Linked DNA regions of Mus musculus: region 1 is linked to region 2. A link is a contact called in public HiChIP or PLAC-seq data. All regions are on one chromosome and are shown on one strand. Each heading gives the region's core, a stretch centred on a gene start, on an enhancer-like site or on the middle of the called end of the contact. The rest is flanking DNA. Distances are from core to core; before and after follow the strand shown.

Region 1 (7,505 bases), core at 278-2,777, 380 kb after region 2:
TTCCAGGAATCCAAACCAACCGTACCCCATGCACAGGCACACACAGCCCTCTCTGTGTCTCCAGCCCTGGTGTGTCCCTTGGAGCCACAACTCCCATTCCCCCCACATTGCCTTACCCTCCCCCCCCCACCCCCTACCCCCACTCCCACCTCACCCCTGAAGAGAGGAGGAGCCTCCAGGGTCACAGCAGGGCTCCTGCCCCACGTGTTTGTCCAGTCCTGTGTGGTGACTGTCTCCAGAGAGCCCGACCCAACAGGAACAGAGGTGGGAAAGACTGTGGGGTGGCAACTAGAAACCCCTTGTTCCTGAACTGGTGCTATAAGGAGATCCAACTGAAATTCCCCAGTTGGGAGGTGTCTGTCCTTACACACAAAGTCAAGGCACGGCCTAGGCACAGCAGTGTGGCAGTCCTCATAGGAATCGGGGCCCAAAGTATCTGTATTGCCGGACCCAGGGAAGTAACTGCCATGGAGGGTCACAGAGCCCTGTGTCCAGTAGACAGGACAGGAGAGCCAAAACATGGCTGCAAAGGCCAGCCCTTGCACAAGGGACCAGAAAGCACAAAAGCTGCGCCCCTCAGCCTGAGAGTTTGTCTCCCATCCTTCTGGGCCAGCTTCCAGCACTGAAGATCCACCAGCTTTCCTGGTTTACCATGTGCCCGTCACACAGCTCTGCTCAGGCTCAGGCAGGCCAGAGACAGTGCTCACTTCACACCTTCCCCTCCCACACAGTTCTTCGGAATACAGTGGCCACTGCCAGCAAGGACCCCTGGGAAATCAGCTGATGCCAATAAACCTCCCTCGGATACCGTAGGGTCCCCAGTGTACCATTGCTCTTCCACATCAACCAGTCCACCGCAGCTGTGTCTCGGAGCCCTCATCCATCAGAGGCGGGGTCAGCCCAGGGCTGCTTTCCCACAGCCTGTAGCCCACCCAGAGCTCAAACCCTCAGTAGTGCCTCTCAGCACTTGCCTGGCTCCATTGCTGGGGCTGCAGCTCATCCAGCATCATGGTCAGGAGTCGGGTACTGGCTGGGCTTGCCACCCGCCAGCCTGACATTTCCAAATAGGCTAGCAGTGCTTTGTCAGCAGGCAGAACACGCACTGTCAGCAGCTCCCCAGATACCAAATGCCAGTGTGGCTACCCAGGCATGGCAGGATGAGGCCTGGACTGGGCGTGGGTGCAAGAGCTGTGGACGGGAGTCCTGGGGCTGCCCTGGGGAGAATGAGCTGATCTTTGCCAGCCAGCCAGCTCCAGTCTTTTCTGGCCAAAACCCCGCAAGGCTCCACCCTTCCCTCTCTCATAACAGGTGTCCACCGTAGCCCTGGGTGGGCCTCAGCACCCAGCAACTCTCGTTGGACTGTATAGCCTGCTTCTCCCCAGGTGTCTGCACGGTCTAAAAATCAAAGCCACGGCTACCCCAAGAGTCCCAGCATGGGCTTTAGGGAGCATTTCCTACCACATTGCTGGGCCCAGCCTGGACAGCCAGCTGGGACTGGGAGAGCAGACAACAGCCAGCTCCATGGGCCCAGGCAAGTCTATTGAAAGAAAACGTGGGTGAGGCCAAGCCCCGCCCACAGCTCCACAGTTCCCTGGAGGGCCTCACCCACCAGCAGGTTGGCATTCAGGGTGGGGAAGCAAAGACAGTGACTGGAAGATGAAGTGTGAATGACTCACGGGTGTCACAGCTCCTTGACTTTCAAGGAAGTTAGAATAGACTGAAGCCAGTCCTAGATTGTGGTAATTGCTCATAGCAGCGCGGGCCAATTAGCATGTGACTGAGGAAATGAAAACAAGACTTTTTTCTCCTGTTAAAATATTTCAATACAAAATGTAGGAGGCTCTGCTGCTAAATGGAGTCTGCCTGTGAGGAGGACACTGTGCAGGAGACTCACTTGGGTCCTAGTACACATGTCCCAGGAATATGACCCCTGCCAGTACATGACCCCAGGAGGACATAAGCCTGGGAGGAATTCACGTTTACTCCAGCCCACGTGGAGAGTGCCATCCAGTTCAGTAATTAACAGTCATATTGTGCCCGGTGATATCATCAGCTGGGGCAAATCAAGGGGGGGGGGTGAGATGGGCAGGGGCAGCTGGGGCAGCTGGAGCAGGTGGGGAGGTAAGATGGGCAGGGGCAGCTGGGGCAGCTGGGGAGGTGAGATGGGCAGGGGCAGCTGGGGCAGGTAGGGCAGCTGGGGAGGTGAGATGGGCAGGGGCAGCTGGGGCAGGTAGGGCAGCTGGGGAGGTGAGATGGGCAGGGGCAGCTGGGGCAGGTATAGATGGTAGAGCAGGTACTGCTGGGTAGCAAGATAATACCTGAGGATGTGAACTGATGGAGAGGAGACCTGGGTCTGCAGAGCAGGTGCTGGGCCCTGTTCCTGCTGTGGCTGGAGTGCAGCAAGGAAGATGGAGGCTTCTTGGTCTTTTGCTCAGAGTCCCCTCTTCCCCTGTGCCTCTTGGGGACTCCAGCACCTCCAATAAGGTCCGAGCAAGTGCAGAACTTTTATCAAAGGCTGTTCCTGGCAATGCCCTACTGTGGACTACCTCCCCACTTTTAGCAGGGCCTCATCTGCCTCTGTACCCATAGGAAGGTATTGGGGCTCTGGTGGTATAGTCCCCGCAGCTGGCAGCCCCAGCACTCCCTTTGTACTTGTGTCTTCCTTGTGACACCCCAGAGCTGGCAGAAGACTGACAGAAGCGAGCCAGGGCCCCTCAGCATACTGGGCACATCACCTCTCCCTCTCTGCAACTCTGCAGCATCTTTGAGCTGGTTACCATCAGCATCCCTGGGATCACAGTCACAACATATGAGTGGGAGGCTAAGTCACTGATCCCAACAGTTAGAACATAGCAGGGCCACCTTCTTAGAGTTGAGTCCTGACAGACAAGCTTACTGGGGCAGGACCCTGCCCAGCCTACCTTGTTCTCAAAGTCAGTTCTTCTTCTTGAAGGTCTTCTCAGGGCTGTGGATACCCACACTTGCTAACAGGGCTGCCAGGCCTAACTCAGGCCGATTGGTGGCTGATTGATGGGTAATTGTTTTACCTCTGAACAACCCAAGCCCCATAATTTCAAGGCATAAATCCCAGCCTGTCGGGCTTGGCTGACATGCAATGACACCCAGAATTAAACGGGAGCATAACAATTAACAGCCCATAAAAGTGTTTCTAACGGAGCTAGCCAGGGAGCACTACCAACAGGCTCCATCCCCTGGTGGGGATCCACACAGAGGCCATGTCCAGGAGGGAAGCGCTGCTCACTCTTCTCACCAACAGCTCCCACTCCTGGGATAAAATCACACCCTGGATTCAGCACTGCCCAGGCCCACACCCTGCTTGGGCGAGGCCCCTAAACCAGAGATCCTTAATCCTGCCACCCCCTCAGCTCCTGGTATGACAGGCACTATGAGCCCCCCCCCAACCCTCCCCAGTCATTTGGAGGTCACTAGTGAACATGTGCAGCCATATGCAGAGGTAGAAATCAAGAGCCAAACTCCAAGCGGCCCACAATGCCCTACCCAGTCATTCCCACAGCTCCATCTACCCTACCCTACTCTACCCTACCCTTGTTCCCAGTGTCACCATGCTCAGACAAGCGCTCATATTCAGCCTCACACCAGGGTCATTTTGGAGGAAACCACACTAAGAGAGGCCAGCAGGCTGTCCCCAGGACTCCCGTGCGCTTCACTCTTAGGACCATATGGAGGCCTACAGGGTCCAGAGCTCTTTTAGAGAATGTTCAGCCCACTCCTGCTCCTGCTCCTGCTTTTGACCTCTCTAGCACCTGCCCTCAGAGTTGCAAAGCTTGGGAGCCTCAGGCCTGGACAGCAGTGAAAACAAAGGTTCCTCCTTTCAGATCCCCACAGGGTCTCCAGCTCCGGAGCTGAGCTGGGGAGCAAGGCCTCTGAGAAGTGAGGAAACATGATTGACCCCAGTAGCTCCTGCCTCTGACGCTGAAGTCCCCACCGTCAAGGTGTCCTTGGGTTCGGCCATTCCTGTGCACAGAGGACAAGGATAGAGCTGGGAGCTTCCTAGGGACCCAGCTTGAGGTCCTACAGGTGAGTCAGTGACTCTCGACCCTGCAGCCAAGTGACCAAGGCTGACTAGGGCCCCTCATCACAGTGGACACTCAGCCTTGCCCTGTCAGTGACTCTGCAGTATCTTTAAACAGATCACCCTCTGCTGCCACATCTCAGCCTGTGAGGACAAAACCACGGGAATCTAGAGGAGCCTTGCCAGCCTGTTCCAAGGACATCATAGTGGCACATAGGTGTCTACTGTCCCCACCATGCACAAGTAGCAGAGCCTCCCAGATCCCCTCTCCATCCTGAAGGGTCCTGACACCGTAGGACTGAGGCTTCAGACCCATGGGTGCCACACTGCAGACTCTCGCTGCCTTGGCATAGCACCCATGCTGAGGCTCAGCTTAGCAAACACCTCGTCCCAGTGTTGAGAGCAGCACACAGCAGCTGCCTAGCTTTATCAGCACTAAGCTCTGTTGTGAAACTCTGTAATTGTGATTTTTGCTTTTCTACTAACAGTGTGGCTAGAATCCTGCTTCAGAATGTTCTGAGTCTTCGCAGGAGGAGTACTGCCGCAGGGCGCAGGGCAGACATAAGACTCCCCAATTCCTCTCTCCTGGGGTAATTTCAGGGAGTCTCTGAGAGCAGGCCATCGGGAAGAAGCTGGGGCAGGTGCTGAACGATGCGGAGGAAGAGCAGACATGGAGGGCAGAGCGGGAAGCACAGCACTGCCTCTCAACAGGGGACACATTGCAGATGAGTGGGAGGGATGTCCAGTGGCCAGACAGTGTCACAGGAACCTCTGGAGAGAGGCACCCAGCATGGGGTTCTGGGCTGTCTTGGAGGAGAGTACACCTGAAGAGACCATGTGCCCTGTCCTAGCCTCTGGGCTCAGCCCTCCCCCTAGGCACCCTGACAGGAGCTGGAACTGCATTGGGAATTCAGGGCAGGTCCAGCCTGTGCACTGTGTTGGAGAAATGCAACACAATTAATTAGCCCCTAAAAAAAGTGCTTGAAGTGTTTATTGCAGGACGGCGCTCCTGGTTTTATAAGCAGATGGGGAAATAAAGCGGTGGGGATGACAAGCCAGGAACAGCTGCACAGGGACCCGGAACCTAATTCATAATTCAGCAGACTAATCAGAGAACATCTTCTGCAAGCACCGTAATGAAGGGACGTGAGGCTGCAACCGATGAGGCGCTCCCACAGTGCCCACCACACCCTCTCGCCCTCCCCTGCACAGCCAGACCTTAGGCAGCACATACCTTCTGCCCTGGGCCTGACACAGCCTCCTGGATCCTCTGGACCACAGAGACCTGGAGCTCAGCATCCACACAGAAGGGTCCTCTTGCAACATGGCAAACACAAGCCCATTTTTTCAGGAGAAAACTGAGGGAGAACAAGAGTGAGCCCATGACAGTTCCTGATGGGTACACAGACCCACAGGAGCCCTTATCTGGGGTCCTCTAGGCTAGACAGCAGCGTCTCCCTTGTACCATCTTGTGGGCCTGGAAGCCCCCCTCCCTAGGGGATGGGAGGGAGGAGGAAAACAAAGTGATGCTGAGGGCCCATGAGGAGGCTACAGTGGAGATTTACCCCTGAGCACAGAAGGGGTCTAAATAGGCAGAGGCTGGGGACTGGAATGCAGACAGGGCAGCTCTCGCGCCCTGAGCGGGAGACCTGGAATAATTGGACATAAAAATTCACATGCATTTTATGAATCTTCCAGCTCCGACAGGAGCCCAGCACTCGCAGCGGTTGTGGACTGTAAAATGTGTGGGATGAAATATTTGTGACAGCCGTAAAGTCCTTGTTTTCTCCTCGGCTGCTGTTGAAACAATGGGAGGCAGAGGGTGGGCCCCTATCCTGCCTCCATACTCTTGCCTGTGTGGCCTGTGTGTACACAGCATAGAGACTTGGGGAGCCACCCACCCCCTACCTGCTCTCAGTCAGGTGAAGCCTTGTGCAACATGCAAGGGGCCACTCAGGTTGCGGGGTGTCCTGAGGAGGATTTCAGGGGTTCTATGGAGTCGAACTAGCAGCGCTCGTCTCTCACCTCTCTGACTCACCACACTAGAAGGGGTCAGACTCAGAAATAGAGCTTGAGTGAGACGCTGACCCGGCCTTTGTTGTACCTCAGAACTGCCCAACAAGGGCCCTTCTCTCAGAAGTGGAGCCTCAGCACACGGTTGCCTCCTCCTAAGCTATGAGAGTGCAGCCAGGAGGAGAGAAAGTAGTGCTGATGACCAGGCCCACCACTGCCTGAGGGTTGGAGCCCAGGAAGGATGAAGAGGCACTTCTGCTCTCCGGGCAATCTGCAGGGTACCAGGGATCCTGTGAGGGCACACAGGCTGTTTGTGCATAACCTTGGCCTGATGGCTACAGGGCCCCAGCAGCTCCTTCTCTGCATAGCCTACCTCCCCTAGCCACATGAGGCTGAGGACAGGAAGCAGAAGAGGCAGGTTGGACTATTCAGCACTGGACACTCAAGCAGGACAGTTTGGTGTGCCACCTGGGTGTGGAAGGACACATGGGACACACAGCACAACCCCAGAAAGGCAGAGCTTTAGGACAGCTGGAACCTGTCATCTTGGTCTTGACCACAATGAACCCATCTGCCCTCGGTGGCTGGGACTGTGGGCAGAACCGCTCTGGGAGGACCCTCCCTTACACTCAGCCCTCCATGCCATCTGGCCCAAGAAGTCTCATCAGAGAGTCTCATGCCCAGCCTGAGTCTTTGTAATTACAACTCCTGCACCTTAGGAGCTCAGAGTACAGTGGGCCCAAGCAGGGCTTTAGAGACGTGGTCTCCTCCCGGGTAGGAGCGCAGCATACCCTTGCCCCCTACAAATGCCAAGCCAGGTTGTATTTTGAAGCATCTGGAGGTGCTGGAATTCATTACCTTCTCCTAAGATTAGCTTGCTGTGTCTGGACAGGACACTGGGGTGCAAGGGGCCAAGCTGAACCAAAGATAGGGACATAAGCAAGCAGGGGAAAACAGGACCCAGTGGTGTAACAATGAGGTTTGCCTGCTCTGGGTGTGTGTCCACCCCAGCTTTGAGGTCCTAGTACAGACAGATCGAGGCTGGGCCCACAGCAAGCGCCATCCTGAAATAGACTCTGCTTAGGACTCTCCTGCCTGGAGGGTGGGCACCCCAGTGTGGAAAGCCAAGGCAGGGATCAAATACCTGCCAGAACAAAGGGAGGGCCTTCACAGGGGGTCAGCCCTTGCTGACTAGGGACTCTGGGTTACAGACCAACCAGAACCATCTCTTGGCTGGGCTCCTTGGGGCCAGAAGGGCCCAAAGGGCCAGAAGGGGCAACCTGATCTCTGGCCACCACGCCCAGTGGGATGCTATGCCCCCAACCCCAGCCAGCTTCCTGCACATACCGCAGCCTGAAGCTGCTGATTGATGAGGGACCCGGGGCTCTGTAGCATGGCCCCTGTGCTTGCTGCTGCCCAAGGGCCCCCTCCCAGCCTC
Region 2 (6,727 bases), core at 3,637-6,136:
TACACACAATTCATGGTGCAATGAAAAAAGAGGCAAGTTCTGATCCCACACACAGCCATTACACATAGAAACAGGAGACAAACATGTCCTCTGTAACGCATACCATTGTACTAGACAAAATGCCAGCACACACCCAGCACTTCACCACGCTCAGGAGACTGTGTCTAAACTTGCAACATCCATACCACTGTCACCCGACAAAAACATTGAGAGACACCCCTCTGCCACCATTACAGCTCTGTTAGTGAAACACACTCACAGCAGACAAAGTCACAGTGACATGACCTGTAACAGGGACACCTTCTACCAAAGCCGACTTGATAGGAAGACACTGACTACCACACGCCTGATATGCAAACACACGGAAAAGGCTCAGAAAAGCATATTCAGTCCATAATTAACACACATGTGCAGCACGGCCACACAGTACCCAACTGAGCCTGGAGGTGTACACACCCCTGAAACACAGCCAGATGTGTTGGAAGTTATCTGAGTTCTGTGATCCAGAAGAGCAGGGAGTGTAGCATGCACAGTGTCCCAGCTTCACCCAAAACCAACAAAGCAAGCAATAGTGACAAAACAAGGGGGACAGAGGGAAAAGAAAGTTGATCAGGATAAGGTGACGGGTCTTCTTCTTCTTCTTCTTCTTCTTCTTCTTCTTCTTCTTCTTCTTCTTCTTCTTCTTCTTCTTTTTGTTTGTTTTTGTTTTTTGTTTTTCAAGACAGAGTTTCTCTGTAGCCCTGGCTGTCCTGGAGCTCACTCTGTAGACCAGGCTGGCCTCGAACTCAGAAATCCGCCTGCCTCTGCCTCCCAAGTGCTGGGATTAAAGGCGTGCGCCACCACTGCCCGGCCAGGTCTTCTTATCTTTGCAAAGACTTGGGCTGAATCTTTGCAAAGATTTGATGAAGACTTGTTGCTTCTTAGTCATCAAAGCTCCAGAAACCCCTGGAGTGTGGTTACTGGGGGTGGGTGGGTACCGAAGGATCAGTGAACACAGTGGTCCAGAGCTGCTTACTGCACACAGCAACATGGGACCCCAGTGGCTCCCCCCCCCCAAGATGGTGTTTCACATAGTCCAGGATAGCCTTGAACTAGCTTTGTAGCTGAAGATAACTTGTGCCTCTGATACCCTACCCCCCAAGCTGCTAAGATTCACGCCATTCACCATACCTGGTTTATTAGGGATTGAACTCAGGACTTTGTTCAAGCCAGGCAAGCACTCTACCAACTAAGCCATGTTCCTAAGGAACATATCCCTAAGCTGTGTTCAGTGGCTTTATAATTCTCATTTTATTTTTATTTTTTTAATTTTTTGTTTTTCGAGACAGGGCTTTCCCTGTATAGCCCTGGCTGGCCTGAATTTTTAAAGACAGGGTCTTACTATATAGCCCTGACTGTCCTGGAACTCTGTGTAGTCTAGGCTTGTCTTGAACTCACAGAGCTTCACCTGCCTCTGCCTCCTGGGATTAAAAGTGCGTACAACATCCAGTTTATAGTAGCTTTTTATTATTGCTTTTCTGTACACTTCAAAACACAAGTGTTTAAAGCATCCATTCTAGAGGCACGACATTTGGCATTCCAATCTCACTGCTGTCCCTTGTGTGGCAGGACACCATTGCTATTTTAGGGCTAGAGATAGGACCTTTTTGAAAAGATTGAAGTCCATTCATTGTTAGCAAGGTAGAAGTATTCTGATGTTGCCATCTAGTGGTGAACCGCAGAAACATCTGGAGCAGAAAAGAGTGTGCAATAGTCCTAGCAGAAAAATAACCCAGCAGTTTGTATTGCTAGGAGAGGACACTGAGGTGGGGGTCCCAGGTTCAGGTTTTTCACCAAAGTTGTCTACAGCCAGCTAGAGGAGAAGCTCGAAGAACGCTGTAACATGATGCCGATGGTCTGGTGGGATACGAGAGTGGAAAGAACAGGAAGACACAGGGAAGTGAGGCAAGAGAGGTGAGCTGGGGTGAGGATTGCACTGCCCACTTTGAGGGCACCTCCCAGACTCCCAGACCTTCTGCTAGGCCTATCTATGATTTTAAACTTAAAGATAATTATAGTGTTATGTGATGTGTGTGCACATCTCAGTTCAGGCACAAGATGCCATCGTGTGCTATGGCAGTCAGAGGCAGCTTTGCAGAGGCAGCACTTTCCTTTCAGTGTGGAGAGAACTGGTCAGGCTTATGAAGTAATTGTATCTGCCTGGTGAGCCAGAGTGGCTTGTTACTGCTAGAGCACGTCCCAGGCCACCCATCCATCAAGGTTTTCTTACTCTGTAGCCCTGACTGTCCTGGAACTAGCTATGTAGACCAGGCTTTGCCTCAAATTTAAAGATCCACCTGTATATGCACAACTCCTGGTTCTTCAAGGTTTCCACTTCTGGAAAGTTGAGAGAAATTTCTACTGAGAGCCTGGGGCTCCTGACAGTGACCTGGAAACCAGTGACCCTATGAGGACCTTTCTGGAACTCTTCCCAGCATCAGAATTGGGCTTGGGATAATTTCTTGGCTTCGTCAAGTGAGTTTCCAAATTTCTACTCCTGTGAACTGGGACCAGGAGGAAGTAAAACATGAGGAACTCTAAGAAGTAGATCATCTTTGCCCACTGTCTTTGCCCTCTGCTTGTTTATACAGCTTTAGGAGTTGAGGAAATAGGCCAGTTGGTAAAGCACTTACTGTATCAACAAGAAGGCCCGCGCTTCATGCTCAGTGCACACACACAAGGATGCTTGTAATAGGCATACTTGAGATTCCAGCACTGACGAGGTGGGGGACAGGCAGAGTCCTGGGATTTACCACTCAGCATAGCTTCATCACTGAGCCCTAGATCCTAGAGAAAGATGCTGACAAATGGTTCTTGAAGAAAGATCCCTTCGCTTCCTAATTCAGCTAGCCCTAGGAGTCCTTCTGTCTCTGCTTCCCCAGCCCTGGAATTAAAAGCATGTTACCAATCCTGGCTTCCTATGTAGGTGCTTGGGATCTGAACATAGGCATGTGTCACTAATCTTAACTTCTAGTCTTTTTTTTTTTTTTTTTTTTTTGCTGCGTGTGTTTGGCATATGTGTATGCGTGAGTGTGTGCACCCATGTGTTCATTTGCAGAGGCCAGAAGAGGACATCAAGTGTCTTGTTCCATCACTCTCTGACTTTTTCCTTCAAGACAGGAGCTAGGATGGCAGCCAACAAGGCTCAGAGATCCTCCTGTCCCTCCTTGATTCAGCATTGGGAGGGTATGTGTGCTCTGGGGACTAGAACTCAGGTTTTTATGTTGTCACCTCTGTGACATTTCTCCAGAGCTTTTAATTTGTGTGTGTATCTGTGTGTGCATGCTTGTGGGGAGACACCAGGTGCCTTCCTTTATGGCTTTCTACATTAGTTGTTTATTTTGAGATGGTCTCACTATAGAGCTCTGGCTGGCCCAGAACTCTCTCTCTCTGTAGACCAGTCTGGCATCAAACTCACAGAGATTCTCCTGCCTCTGCCTCCCAAGTGCTGATATGAAAGGCATGAGCTACCACATGTGGATCTACTTTATTTTTCAAGCCAGGTTTCTGTGGATGGAGAGATGGCTTGGTAGAAAGTGCACGGACTGCTCTTCCAGAGGACACGGGTTTATCCAGTCCTAGGGGATCTAATCTACTTTTCTGGCCTCTGTGGGTACCAGGCACCCAGGCAATGCACTAGCATACATGTAGGCAAAGCACCTAAATAACAATTAAAAATTCACTGGGAAATGTCAGGGTCTCACTAGTTCAGCTAGACTGGCTGGCTGGAGAGCTTCAAGAGCCTGCTGGTTCCTGTTCTGCTCAGAGGTGGGCGTACACCTGTCCACTACACCTGGCTTTCACACAGGTTATGGAGGTGCACACTCAGGCCTTCACACTTGCATGGCAAAAAGCAGTTTACCCACTTACACATCTGCACAGCCCTTATTTTCTTTTAAAAGAAAATGCCAGCTGGGAGGAGGTGATGCACACCTTTCATTCCAGCACTTGGTAGGCCAAGGCCAGTCTGATCTGTGGGAAGAGTTCCAGGACAACCGGGGCTACACGGAGAAACTCTATTTCATAAATAAATAAATAAATAAATAAGACAATTTTTAAAAAGAAAGGAAGGAAGGAAGAGAGAGGAGAGAGAGAGAGAGAGAGAGAGAGAGAGAGAGAGAGAGAGAGAGAGAGAAGGAAAAATGCCTGTGTCTAGCTGCAAAAACTCTCATGGCTCTGGCCCCACTAAGCATGTTGGTAGGATGACTTCTTCCCTAGCCATGACCATATCTAGTAGGAGGGAATGGCTTGTGAGAGACTACTTTAAGGTCAAGCCAGGCTTTTTCACCTGGAGGGACAGTCGTCTGGCTCTGAGAATCTAGAGCTGATGACTTGGGAGAGTGGGGAAGTAACCGGCGAGTGTCACCCTGATTGACAGATTTGTTCTCCAGGGGTCAGTTGTATCACACACAGCTTTGCTATGCTCAAAGCATTTATGGGGTCCATGCCACTCGCCTTGGTATTCCCTGCATCCAGCAGGCTGCCAGGCATGGAGCTCAGCAAGCCCCTATTGAACTCCTCACAGTGCAACCTCTGGCGCTCCAAGTGTGAGTTCCAGCAGAAATCCTTCCCGCCCTGGAAAGCCTTCTCTCCCGGGGTGAACCTTCCTGTGTGTGGTAAGACAGTGGTTCTGGGTGAAGGTCTTGCCGCACTTGTGGCATTTGTAGGGCTTCTCGCCAGTTTGGCTGCACCATGAGGTAGGAGTACAAGCTGAAGGCCTTAACGCACTCGAAGCACCGGAACGACTTCTCCCCGCTGTGGGTGCGCTGGTGCACCCCATGTCCCAGGGGCAGCAGAGCCGCACTCGCAGTACTTGAAGGGCATGTCGCCGTGTGCGCCCTCTGGTGGAGGGCGAGGCCCGCGCGCCTGTGGGAGGCCTTGGCGCAGTCCCAGCACTTGAGTGGCTTGTGGCCACGGTGGATCTCCTCGTGCACGGTGAGCGAAGAGTGGCAGGCGAAGGCCTTGCCACAGCCGCACCTGCAGGGCCTCTCACCCGTGTGGCCGTAGAGGTGGCGGGTGAGGTGCGTGCGCTGGTTGAAGGCCTTGGCGCACTCGGCGGCGCATGCGTAGGGTCTCACCCCGATGCGCGCTGGGCGGTGCGTGCTGAACAGCGAGCTGCCCCTGGAGGCCTTCTCGCGGGCACCGCGCTTGTAGGGCCGATCGCCCGCGTGCACCGCGGGTGCGCGTTGGGGCATGAGTAGCAGCGTGGCTGCGCTGGTGCTCCACGAGGTCGGCGCTCCAGAGGCCTTGCTGCACTCGTGGCATCTGAAGGCCATTGCGCAAGTGCAGCGAAAGGGCCGGGAGCTTTGCAGGAATACCTTCCCGCACTGGCTGACTTGCTCTCCGCAGCGTCAGTGCCCACCCACCTCATGCTGTCTGTGCTCTCGTGTAGATTGCCTGGGCTCTTCTGACGGTTGCTGTGCTCTTTGGTGGTTCTGAGGCAGTCCCTTTGTGGACTGGATGTCCTTGCTGCATCTGGCAGATGAGTGTTCAGTGAGAGTGCCTTGATCAAAGGAGAGGGGGCACCCTAGAGGGACAGCCTCCTCAGTCCCACTGTGGCTGCCAAGGCTCTCCTTTATGAGGTCGCTCCCACTAGCAATAGGAGCTGGCTTCCACAGCGCAGCCTCGCTCCCCAGTGCAGTGTCATTCTGCAGCTCCCAGGCCAGGATACTACCTGGGCTGCCTCCCATCTGACCTGCCTGAGAATCAAAGCCTGATATAGCCCTGTATTGTAAATGTCCTCCAATTATCTCAGGCTCCACCTTCCAATCTCTAAGAGATTGAAGCAGAGTTTTCTGTACGGAGCAGAAGCATGGCCCTGGAGCTCAGACTGGGTTGCTGGACTGGAGTTGCAAATAAACCAGAAAATTAAATAGAAAACCAAAAGCACCCGGAAGTCCAGAGGCACAAAAGCAGAGTGCCCAAGTGAACCGCCAAAGGAACTCTTCCAGCTGAAGACCCAGCCAGGCTTCTAATCAATCCCCGAGGGCTGAGATCAGGATCAGGTCTCGGGATCAGGAGCTGATTCAGTCCCAGATACATCCACCCACAGATTGCACTGGCATAAACTCAAGTCTAAAAATGTGAGCCAGCAGTTCTGTGGTGCCTCAGGGGAAAGAGGACTGCCTCCTCTCACTCTTTAGTACTCCGTCCCAACAGCTGGCGCTGCTTGAACACATCAGAAACGTAGCAGCAGACCTCTTGATGGGTTTGCCTCCTAGGATGTCCTCTGTGGAGCTATCCTGTGAGGTAGTGCGTGTGCACAAGGGCTGCCCCAACCTCACTTTCCTTGCTCACCTCTGACCTCGGCAGTGTGCTATATCTGACTACTCAGGAACAACTCCACTGTTGCCTCTGACCGGGGAGATTCTCACCTTACTCTGCAGGAGTTTAGTTTGAGATAGAACAGTGCTTCTCAAAAAGATACAAGAAGTAGGCCTGGCATGGTGGCTCACATCTTTAATCCCACTGCTCAGGATGCAGAGGCTGTTGAATCTCTGTGAGTTCGAGGCCAGCCTGTCTACATAGTGAGCATAGGACAGCCAGGGCTGTGTAGAGAGACCCCTGTTTCAAAAAACAAAAATAAAACAATCATACAAGAAGTTGCATTTTCTCTTGGAGGAGACCAGACAACCAAATTAGATGGGTTGCACCCACTTATCTGCACTTGGACTCCAAAAAGGGCCTT

What was found. HiChIP or PLAC-seq counts read pairs in DNA pulled down with a chosen protein or histone mark.
Region 1: an HNF4G HiChIP or PLAC-seq map of pancreatic cancer cells shows a contact between it and region 2. The contact joins two enhancer-like sites.

Annotation. Positions count from the first base shown.
Region 1 is chr16:18,193,639-18,201,143 of GRCm38.p6, forward strand. No RefSeq gene overlaps it. Among named protein-coding and RNA genes, the nearest start is that of 4933432I09Rik, 16 kb to the right of the region's middle. Within about 2 kb of position 1,528, at least 123 of the 459 cell types and tissues checked have an H3K27ac peak or open chromatin away from gene starts, as enhancers often do. A contact at or near this core is called in pancreatic cancer cells, where this site is marked.
Region 2 is chr16:17,810,620-17,817,346 of GRCm38.p6, forward strand. It overlaps the pseudogene Zfp520-ps. Among named protein-coding and RNA genes, the nearest start is that of Scarf2, 17 kb to the left of the region's middle. RefSeq lists an enhancer at 1-534. Within about 2 kb of position 4,887, at least 112 of the 459 cell types and tissues checked have an H3K27ac peak or open chromatin away from gene starts, as enhancers often do. A contact at or near this core is called in pancreatic cancer cells, where this site is marked.